3 separate regions of the Mus musculus genome follow, and all the other regions are linked to region 3. A link is a contact called in public HiCAR-type and promoter capture Hi-C data. All regions are on one chromosome and are shown on one strand. The core of a region is the stretch at or near the end of the contact, and the rest is flanking DNA. Distances in the headings are between cores, read along the strand shown.

Region 1 (2,700 bases), core at 116-2,615, 3.0 Mb after region 3:
TACAAATAGGCAACCCAGAATCTGAGGGCGCGAAAAGGGTGCATAGAGAGAATAACTTGGCAGAATGGGGGAAGGGCAACCGCAGGCGGGAGGTGGAAGAGCCCCAGTCAAGTACAGGCCCCATCGACCAGGAAGGACTTAAATGGAGCCCGCGGAGCCACACCAACGCGCCAGCAGACCAGGGACTTTGGCAGGCCCGGTCTGTCTACAGCACAAACGCAGGGCCTGTAGGAGCGTGTCGTGGTGACAGCGTAAAGTGGACAGAACGAACGAATCCTAAGACGAAAACTATTTAAAAGCAATGGCCTGCGGCCGACGCGGGAGAAAAGAGAGGTGGACAGCCTACAGCTTTCCCAAAGCAAGAGCGTGTCAATAATCGCACCGTCTCGGGGGCGAGGGCGAAGCGCCCGACCAACCTTGGCAACCCTGGTAAAAAGCTTTTCTGTGCGTTTGCATTTTTAAGCCTAAGAGGTTAGAAATCCGGGAGACGTGGGGGTGGGGTGGGAGGGTAAGCTCCGACAGGCGGGAAAAAATCCTGGCGGCCACATCGGTGGGAGGAGACCCGCGGCGAGGGAGGAAAGAGGGCGGGCCGCGGAGTAGCATGGTGACGGCTAAAGGTGGAAACGTGTGTGATGGGGGAGGGGGCGAGCAGGCAGGGAAGGAGATGCAGGCCCGGGGGGGAGCCCGAGGTACAAGAGGGGCGGCCGAGGGGGCGACTGCACTGGGGCCTGCGGGCGGGCGGGCGGTCGCGGGAGCGAGGCCTAATGGCGGGGAGGGGGAGGGGGCCTGGCGAGCGGCTGCCCGGGGCCGCCCCTTACTCACCCTTCATCCTCCTCGTTCTTACTGGCGTCGATCTTGGCTCCCTCTGCCTCGGCGCTGCCTCCTTCGGTGCCTCCGGCCGCAGAGCCGCCGCCGCCGCTCCCGCTTCCCGCCGCCGCCGCCGGCCCCTGCGCCGCCGCCGCCACCATGGCTCCCTCCTGCTCGCCCGCCGAGCCGCCTACCGCCGCCGTTGCCGCCGCCGCCGCCCCGTCCCCTCCGAACTGCTCCTCCGACATAGTGCTACTGCCGCCGCCGAAGACGACACCCGCCGACGCCGCCGCCGCCGCGAACCGAAACTAGCAGCAAAGTAATCCCCGCCGCCGCCGCGCGATGCCCGCTCTACCTCGCGAGGCACCCTAGACAAGGCGCGCGCGTGGCTGCAAGGGCTCCTGCGCCTCTCCCCGGCCTGCCCCCCTCGCCTCCCACTCTCGCGCAGCGCGCTCTCTCGCTCTCCCCGGCTGCACTGAAAAAAAAAAGAATGAAGTAGCAGCGGCGGCCACTCTCGCCTCCTCCTCGCTTTAATGGCGCCGCCGCGGACCACCTAAAATGGCCGACGGAAGAACGGCGCGTCCCGGTCACGTGGCTCCGGAGCGCGCCCTTTGCGCCTCCCCCGCCCCCGTCCACCGCTAGGCCCCGCCCCCCGCGCAGGCCCCGCCCTCCCCGTCCCTTTCCGACTGGCTCTCACGCCCCGCGGTCGCGCGGCGCGGGCCTTTAAAGAGGACCGGAAGTGGCGTGCGCAAGAGGGGCGCGCGGGTACCATCGAGAACAAGGAGCGCTGGTTCGAGGGCGCGGCTAGAGAGGCCTCCCCCGCCCCCGTCCCTTGGCCCCGCCCTTCCGCGGATTCCTGGAGTCACCGGCCGCTCCTCGGCTTTGGTTGGCAGGCGCGGCCGACCTGGAGGGGTGTGGTTCGTCCATCCCCAGCGGAGACTTCGTGGAGGCTGCCCTCAGGGAGCCACGGCTGTGGGCCCCGGGACCTGCGTGGGGCAGCGGGCCGCGCCTGTGCAGTGCTCCGCCGTCCCTGCGCCGGGTGACATTGAGGCTCCGCCGCGGCGCTGTCCAAAGGCGGCTTTGATGGTCGAGGCTGCCTCTTCTCAGAGTTGCTTCCCTAGTCTTAAGCTTTGCCTCCGTTATTACAAGAGCCTAACGCCGGCCACGATTCTTTGAAGTCACTATGGATTGGGAAGTGTATGTATTAAGGTCGACTCCAGGGCTCCTTTTTTTTTACGAGTTACAGTCCTTGTATTAAACAGGATATATAAATGTCATGAATCATCTTTACGAGGTTTCTGGGTTTGTGGTGTTGAGGTGGCGATTTTATAAAAAGAAAAAAATGAAACGCCGTTAGGCGTGTGATTCACGATTTTAAAATTAATCGCTAAGAAACCTATTGGAATTCCTACTCAGGAGTTAGACTTTGAAGCTTCCTGCAAGACTTAGAAGAAAATGGAATTTCTGGTTTGGTTTGGTTTGGTTTGGTTTGGTTTTTTTTGTCGTCAACCACTCGACTGCTTAGTAAGTATCCAGTTTCCAAACAGGGTTTGGAGAAGTTTACAAAAGACAGCATACAGGGACAGGACTTCAGCCCAGCTAATTAGGTACACGCTGTAATCCCAGAACTGTGATCCCAGAGAAGGGAGGAAGGACTGTTGAGGCCAACCTGGCATTACCCCTTAGCAAAACACATAAAAAAATTTTAAATAAATGCTTCCCATGGTGTACTTTAAGTCAATTTACAGTAACTGTACATAATCTGAAAATCCCAACGATTAAAACAAGATTTATCACTACAGTTTGTTACAGAATCCATAAAATGAAAGAATATGCATCAAATAGTGGAAATGTCTTCAACATTGAGCAAATCACAGACAGGCAACCACCAAG
Region 2 (2,700 bases), core at 121-2,620, 2.3 Mb after region 3:
GCTCAAGACCCGTCCTCCCAGTGAGACACTGTCAGGGCTAAATATAGCTCTACGCACACCAGCAGTTCCAGGCCATTGTCACATGGCGCTGCTGACGAAGGACTCCTTGGAGACGCGTTCACCCAAACATACATACACAAGTATGCGTGCATATTTATCCATATACACCATACGCCCCGAATCCATCTGCAAACGGGCACATTTACATTCACAAGAGAAAACTGCAGCCCAGATGCTCTCCTAGCGCCCTTTACCACGCTGTGCGAGAGAACACCTCGCCGCACTGTCAGTGCCTTAGCCACAGTGCTTCGCCTGAACTGAACCAATTTGGATGGGGTAAGGTGGCAAGGAATAGTCAAATCACACGCACACTCAGAGAGAGAGACAGAGAGACAGAGACAGAGCGATAGAGCGAGAGAGCGAGAGAGAACACCTCCGTTTCCGCGTTTGCCCTTTTCTCTAGTACAGTGCTGCTGAAGTTATTCCCGGGGCTCTCCAATAAAGAGGAGCCTCCCTCACGCACTCAGCCCACGAGGCTACCAGGTACCCCGGGCCACGTTATTATCACCCAGGCTAGTGTCCGAAGGCAACTCACCTGGGTCACAAAGCAAAACAAAAAACAGGCTACTTGTTCAAGTTTGCATACGAGCCTGGGGAACACACAAGTCCTGTTTCCCTGACTGTTCCTGGGAGTCAGACCTTAAATTATAAGGAAACTGCAGCAAAAAATAAACAACAGCCTGAACACTCTCAAGCACCCTAGGAAACTAGCCAAAAAGTACATGGAAACAACCCTAGGTATGCACAAGAAGCTGAGAGGGAAAGCAAAAAGGATGAACGAGACTCCAACTCAGACAAACCCTCAATATCTAAGATCTCCAAACAGAAGGCCTGGCCGGGGCGAGGCGCAGCACAGCGTCCCCAGATCCCCGGGTCCCCGGGTCGTCAGTGCTCAGCCCCGCACCTGTTGGGAGCGCGGCAGCCCGGGGCACGGAAGCAGCAGGCGCGAGAACTCCTAGTTCTGTGGCTCTGCCAATGCTCGCCAGCCGAGGATCTCCCGCCACGCCGGGGCGCACTGGACAGCCGGCGCCGTTCCGGAGCAGCGCCGGCGCAGCCCGCTCCCGCCATCCCGCCGCGGGGTCCCCTGGAGCACCTACCCGCACACAGCTCGGAGCCTCTGCCTCCTGGCTGCCGTACCGAGGCGCCCCAAAAGGCGAGCTCAGGACCGGGAAGGGTCGAACGCCAGAAGAAAGGGAAAACCCGCCGATCCAGTCGGGGTCCTTGTTTATACTGAAACTCCAGCCCGAGCCGCGCACACCCCCTTGCTGGGGAAATGCCCGCCTCCTGCCGCAGGCCACGCCCCCGCCCGCCGCAGGCCACGCCCATCCTGCGCTGGCCAATCGTGGCGCAGCTCTCCGCCCACGCCGCCCTGCAGCGGGCGCTCGGGGACTTGCCAGGGTTCCGCGGGTAGGGACTCCCGTGACGCTGCGGCCGTACCCACCCACGCTGCAGAGGCTGGCTTGCTGGCGCAGCGGGTCTCCGCAGCCTGGGCAGGGCCCACTCCGGCGCGCGTTTCCTCCTTCGTGTCGCTGCCCGCGGCTGTTTGTGCACTCATGTGTCGCCGAGTGTGTATTCATTTGCCTTGTGTGCTCTACCTGTAAATACCGGCTCGACTCGTTGTACAGTATCTATTATCATAATTATGAGCTGAAGGTTACTGTCCGTGTAACTTTCGGAGGAGATCTGAGAGGAACCACGAAGCACTTGCTGAGTGTTGGGTATTGTAATAAACGCTGGGGGCACACTGGTGGCCGCAACCGGCTGGTCCCAGAAGCTTACTGGCTCCTGGAGGGCAAACGCTAAATAAACTGCTATTCAATCCACATGTAAAATTACAGGTGTTAGAACTTTCGCAAAGGAAAGGAAGATACTCTAGTGTGTAAGGCTGGTCCTCGGTGAAGGTTGTTTTTATCATTGTAGACAGCTACTTAATTGAATCAGCCATTGAATACCTGATAACTATTTTAGAAAAGAAAAAAATAAATATAGAGGTAAGAACTCAATACTCTCCTACGCGTGATAGAAAGGTAAGGGAAGAAGTTGAAATAAAGATACCTTACCCATGGGGGGAAATGCACAAGATTTGGAGACTTTGCAGCTGTGACCCTGAGTATGAAAAGCAGGCTTTGTAAGCTTCCGTTCATACATAAACACTGTAGGACCATCCCATAGACTGTAATTGGCCTTATTAACATGGAGCAACACGGTTCCTCCTCTAAGGTCCCTGCATCTTCTCTCTGGGATGGAAAGAGCCTCTTTTAACCTAACGTTCATGTTCCTTGGCTGGTCTTGGCTGGTCCCTGTCTCTCTCATACTTCCTGCTTCACTATCCTACGCATATTCTACAGATGCTTCTCCTTAAGCCCCGCAGTTTATTCTAAAAACCCTGAGCCTTTTGTTTATCTCTGGTGTCTGTTCTGTGAAGGAGAATGGGTCCACACAAGGAGCCGACTTCCATCCTGAGTCAATTAACAAGTAGACCATATGACACTGGGCAAAGCACACTCTTCCTGCTCACATAGCAAGAAACTAAAAGGGCTGAACTAAACCAGTATTTCTTAGTAGTGCCACCAGAAAAGCCCTTTGTAACATCTGTGAGCTCTCAAGACTGCTGAGAAGGCAACCCAGACAGCTGCCTTT
Region 3 (2,700 bases), core at 88-2,587:
TTCCAGGCTGGCCTCCGATTCGTGGTTCTCTTGCTTCAGCTAGAATTAGCCTCGGGCTACCGAACCTATTTTCTATAGAGGCCAAGCTAGGCCTGATGGCGAGGCTTGCTCATAATCCCAGTACTAGGGGGCACAATGGCAGAGACAGGAAGATCACAAGTTTAAGGCTATCTCTGGTAGCTAATGAGGTCCAGGCCAGCTCAGGCTGTATGTGACTCCATGTCCAGGAAGTGGGCTGGAGCGAAAATCCTTCTCTTTGCACATTTTCTCCATTTTGCCATCCTTTCCACTCCCACATGCCCTCTGCCCGAATTCCTGTGCCCTTCCCACTGGCATGAGACTCTTGCAGTTTATGAAAAGTGAGGCAATCGGGAGTTCTTTTTCCAACGGGCGAATCTTTTGTTCGGGTGGGGTCAGAGATTGGTGCTGCCTCTGTTTCCAAACAGTCCTAAGTCTGCCGGCCTGGACTAAGGATCTGACCCTAACCTACTTTTTCAGAATGGCTGAAAGCGAGTAACTAAGACTTTTGATGCTCCAGGCCACAAGCCAGCTGTGTGACCTTGGGCGACAGGGTTACGTCTTCTCCAGCCAATGGCGATTAATGATATTTAAAAATCTTAATATCTTTTTCTGAACACAATCGCACGGCTCCGACATTGTACACACAGAGCTTTTAAAGCTCTCCCAAGTAATTCTTAAACCGCAGAACGCTTCTGAGAGCAAACATCCGGTACAGTGCGAGGACACCTGGGCTTCGCAAGTCGCCCCGTGGGAACCTGCGAGCTTCGCGCTGCTCCTCCGCCCACGCTCCGGGGAGCCCTGGAAAACCGATCCTCTCGGGATAGAGTCTGGAAAACTGGCTGAGACTCGAAGCCGGCAGCTTCCGAGAGTGGGTCACGCTGCTGGCGGCATTTAAGGACTCCAGAGCGGCACACACAATTCCAACCCGAGTAGCCCCACCGATCCGCGTGGGTTCCACCTCCTTGATAACCCGGACCCCGGACTTCACCCCTAGCCCCAGCCCCCACGTCGATGTGCCCGTTCCTCCTCCACGTGACACGGGCCGGAACCGTCACTTCCGGCGGCGGGGACAGCGCGCTTGCGCGCGGGGCTCGGCGCCCGGCTCTGCAAGCGGTTGGCACCGGCGCCGCGCCCCCCAACAGCCGCAAGGGGCGGGCGGCATCGGTGTGAGCCGGGCCGGGCCGAGCTGCGGTCTCCAGGGCACGCAGGCCGCCGGGCCTAGCGCCACGCCCCCCTCGGCCGGCCCCTCCCTCTTCCCGGGCAGCTCGCGCCCCGCGCGCCAGGCTCCGCCCCGGCCCCGCCCCGGCCCCGCCCTCCCCGCTGGCTCTGCGGGCGCCGGGCAGCTGCAGCGGGCGGCCAGGGCTGCGCGCTCGGGACGCGCGGAATGTGAGGCGCGGCGAGCCGCTGCGCACCGACGCTCGCGCGCGCGAAGGGCGGCGACCCCTCGAAGACGGTCGGCCGCGCCCGGCGCTCCGCTGTGCGACGCGCGGGTCTGGGCTCTCGCCCTCGCGCGCCCTAGTGCCCTCCTGGTGCCCTCCAGCGCGCCGGCGGGACCATGAAGAAGTTCTCTCGGATGCCCAAGTCGGAGGGCAGCGGCGGCGGGGCGGCGGCTGGCGGGGCCGCGGGCGGCGGGCTCGGCGGCGGCTTCGCAAGCTCGTCCATGGGGGTCCGGGTGTTCGCCGTCGGCCGCTACCAGGTCACCCTGGAGGAGTCGCTGGCCGAAGGTACGGGCGCGGCGGGAGGCAGGTGAGGGAGGCCGGGGTGTGGCGGCGGCTGCGGGGCCGGCCCGGCGGCGGCTGGACAGTGGCTCCGGTGTGAAGCCGCTGGCAGCTCCGGTGCGGGCACGATTGCCTGCTTAGGAGTTTGAAATCTTTCTCTGTTCTTCCTGGCGCGAGGAAAGAAATAGAAGACGTCCCAGTAAGTGATGTGGTGTCATGATTGGACCCGTGACTCATTAGGGGGTCAGATGGAGCAGTGCTGGGACACTGTCTGGCCGGTGTCCTGCGTTGCTTTCGGGTCCGAGCCTCCCGGACTTCCAGGGCGGTGGACTCCGCTGGGGTTTGTTTCTGCTAAAAACCAAAACAAAACAGGACTCCCAAACCACTGTATATGGCTATATGTATACAGATAATATGTCTCTCTCTCTCTCTCTCTCTGTGTATGTGTGTGTGTGTTGGCACGGTCTTCCAAGTTCAGTGGCTGCTTAGGGGTGGCGTGTGGGAGTAAACTTGAAGCACGTTTATCTTCGTTGTTTAGAATCTTCACACAAGGTCCCGTTTTTTGTCCTCTCTGTGTCATTTTGTTAGTACTTTAACAGGCAAAGTGGAACAGTTTAACTTTTCCATGTGAGGTTTTGGTGGCTCTTTTATTGTCTGAAGGAGGTTATGACAGCGTGTAAAAGCATAGCTAGGGAAAACAAAGTTTACTCCGTGTTAAAAATATTTCTTGACTTTAGTTTTGTATCTCTGGTGTAATTGGTTTGTAGAAAATACTTTCTGATTTCTTATTGCATGCCTTGACCTCTGAAGTTTTGAATGTGGAATATTAAGAAATATGTTGAAAAAGTCCCTGAGAAATAATCTCTTGTATGTATGTGAGTGACTTAAAAATAAGAATAAGAAAACCAGAGACTGTAGGGAGCCGTCTTGATATTCTGTGTTTGAAAAACAAGGCAGCTCC

The links. Promoter capture Hi-C pulls out the DNA fragments that hold promoters and counts their contacts. HiCAR-type assays count read pairs that join an accessible place to other places.
Region 1: a contact with region 3 is called in a HiCAR-type map of astrocytes, with 5 times the contacts expected there. The contact joins the promoter of 4930524J08Rik here to the promoter of Bmp2k in region 3. A contact is called at or near these places in 4 of 39 promoter capture datasets (hippocampal neurons, liver and pre-B cells), 2 of 115 datasets of contacts at active chromatin or transcription factors (acute myeloid leukemia and astrocytes) and 1 of 9 other capture datasets (liver).
Region 2: a promoter capture Hi-C map of hippocampal neurons shows a contact between it and region 3, with 4 times the contacts expected there. The contact joins the promoter of Rasgef1b here to the promoter of Bmp2k in region 3. A contact is called at or near these places in 2 of 39 promoter capture datasets (hippocampal neurons and pre-B cells), 1 of 115 datasets of contacts at active chromatin or transcription factors (astrocytes) and 1 of 9 other capture datasets (liver).

The regions. Positions count from the first base shown.
Region 1 is chr5:99,977,570-99,980,269 of GRCm38.p6, forward strand. 4930524J08Rik reads left to right here and starts at 1,366. Exons shown (of 2, transcript XM_030254981.1): 1 at 1,366-1,383; 2 at 1,468-2,097. The coding sequence starts at 1,366. The coding sequence ends at 1,983. It overlaps Hnrnpd (heterogeneous nuclear ribonucleoprotein D), which reads right to left and starts at 1,369. Exons shown (of 9, transcript NM_001077265.2): 1 at 823-1,369. The coding sequence starts at 1,055.
Region 2 is chr5:99,251,557-99,254,256 of GRCm38.p6, forward strand. Rasgef1b (RasGEF domain family, member 1B) reads right to left here and starts at 1,371. Exons shown (of 14, transcript NM_181318.4): 1 at 1,158-1,371.
Region 3 is chr5:96,996,352-96,999,051 of GRCm38.p6, forward strand. It overlaps Bmp2k (BMP2 inducible kinase), which reads left to right and starts at 1,338. Exons shown (of 16, transcript NM_080708.1): 1 at 1,338-1,745. The coding sequence starts at 1,577.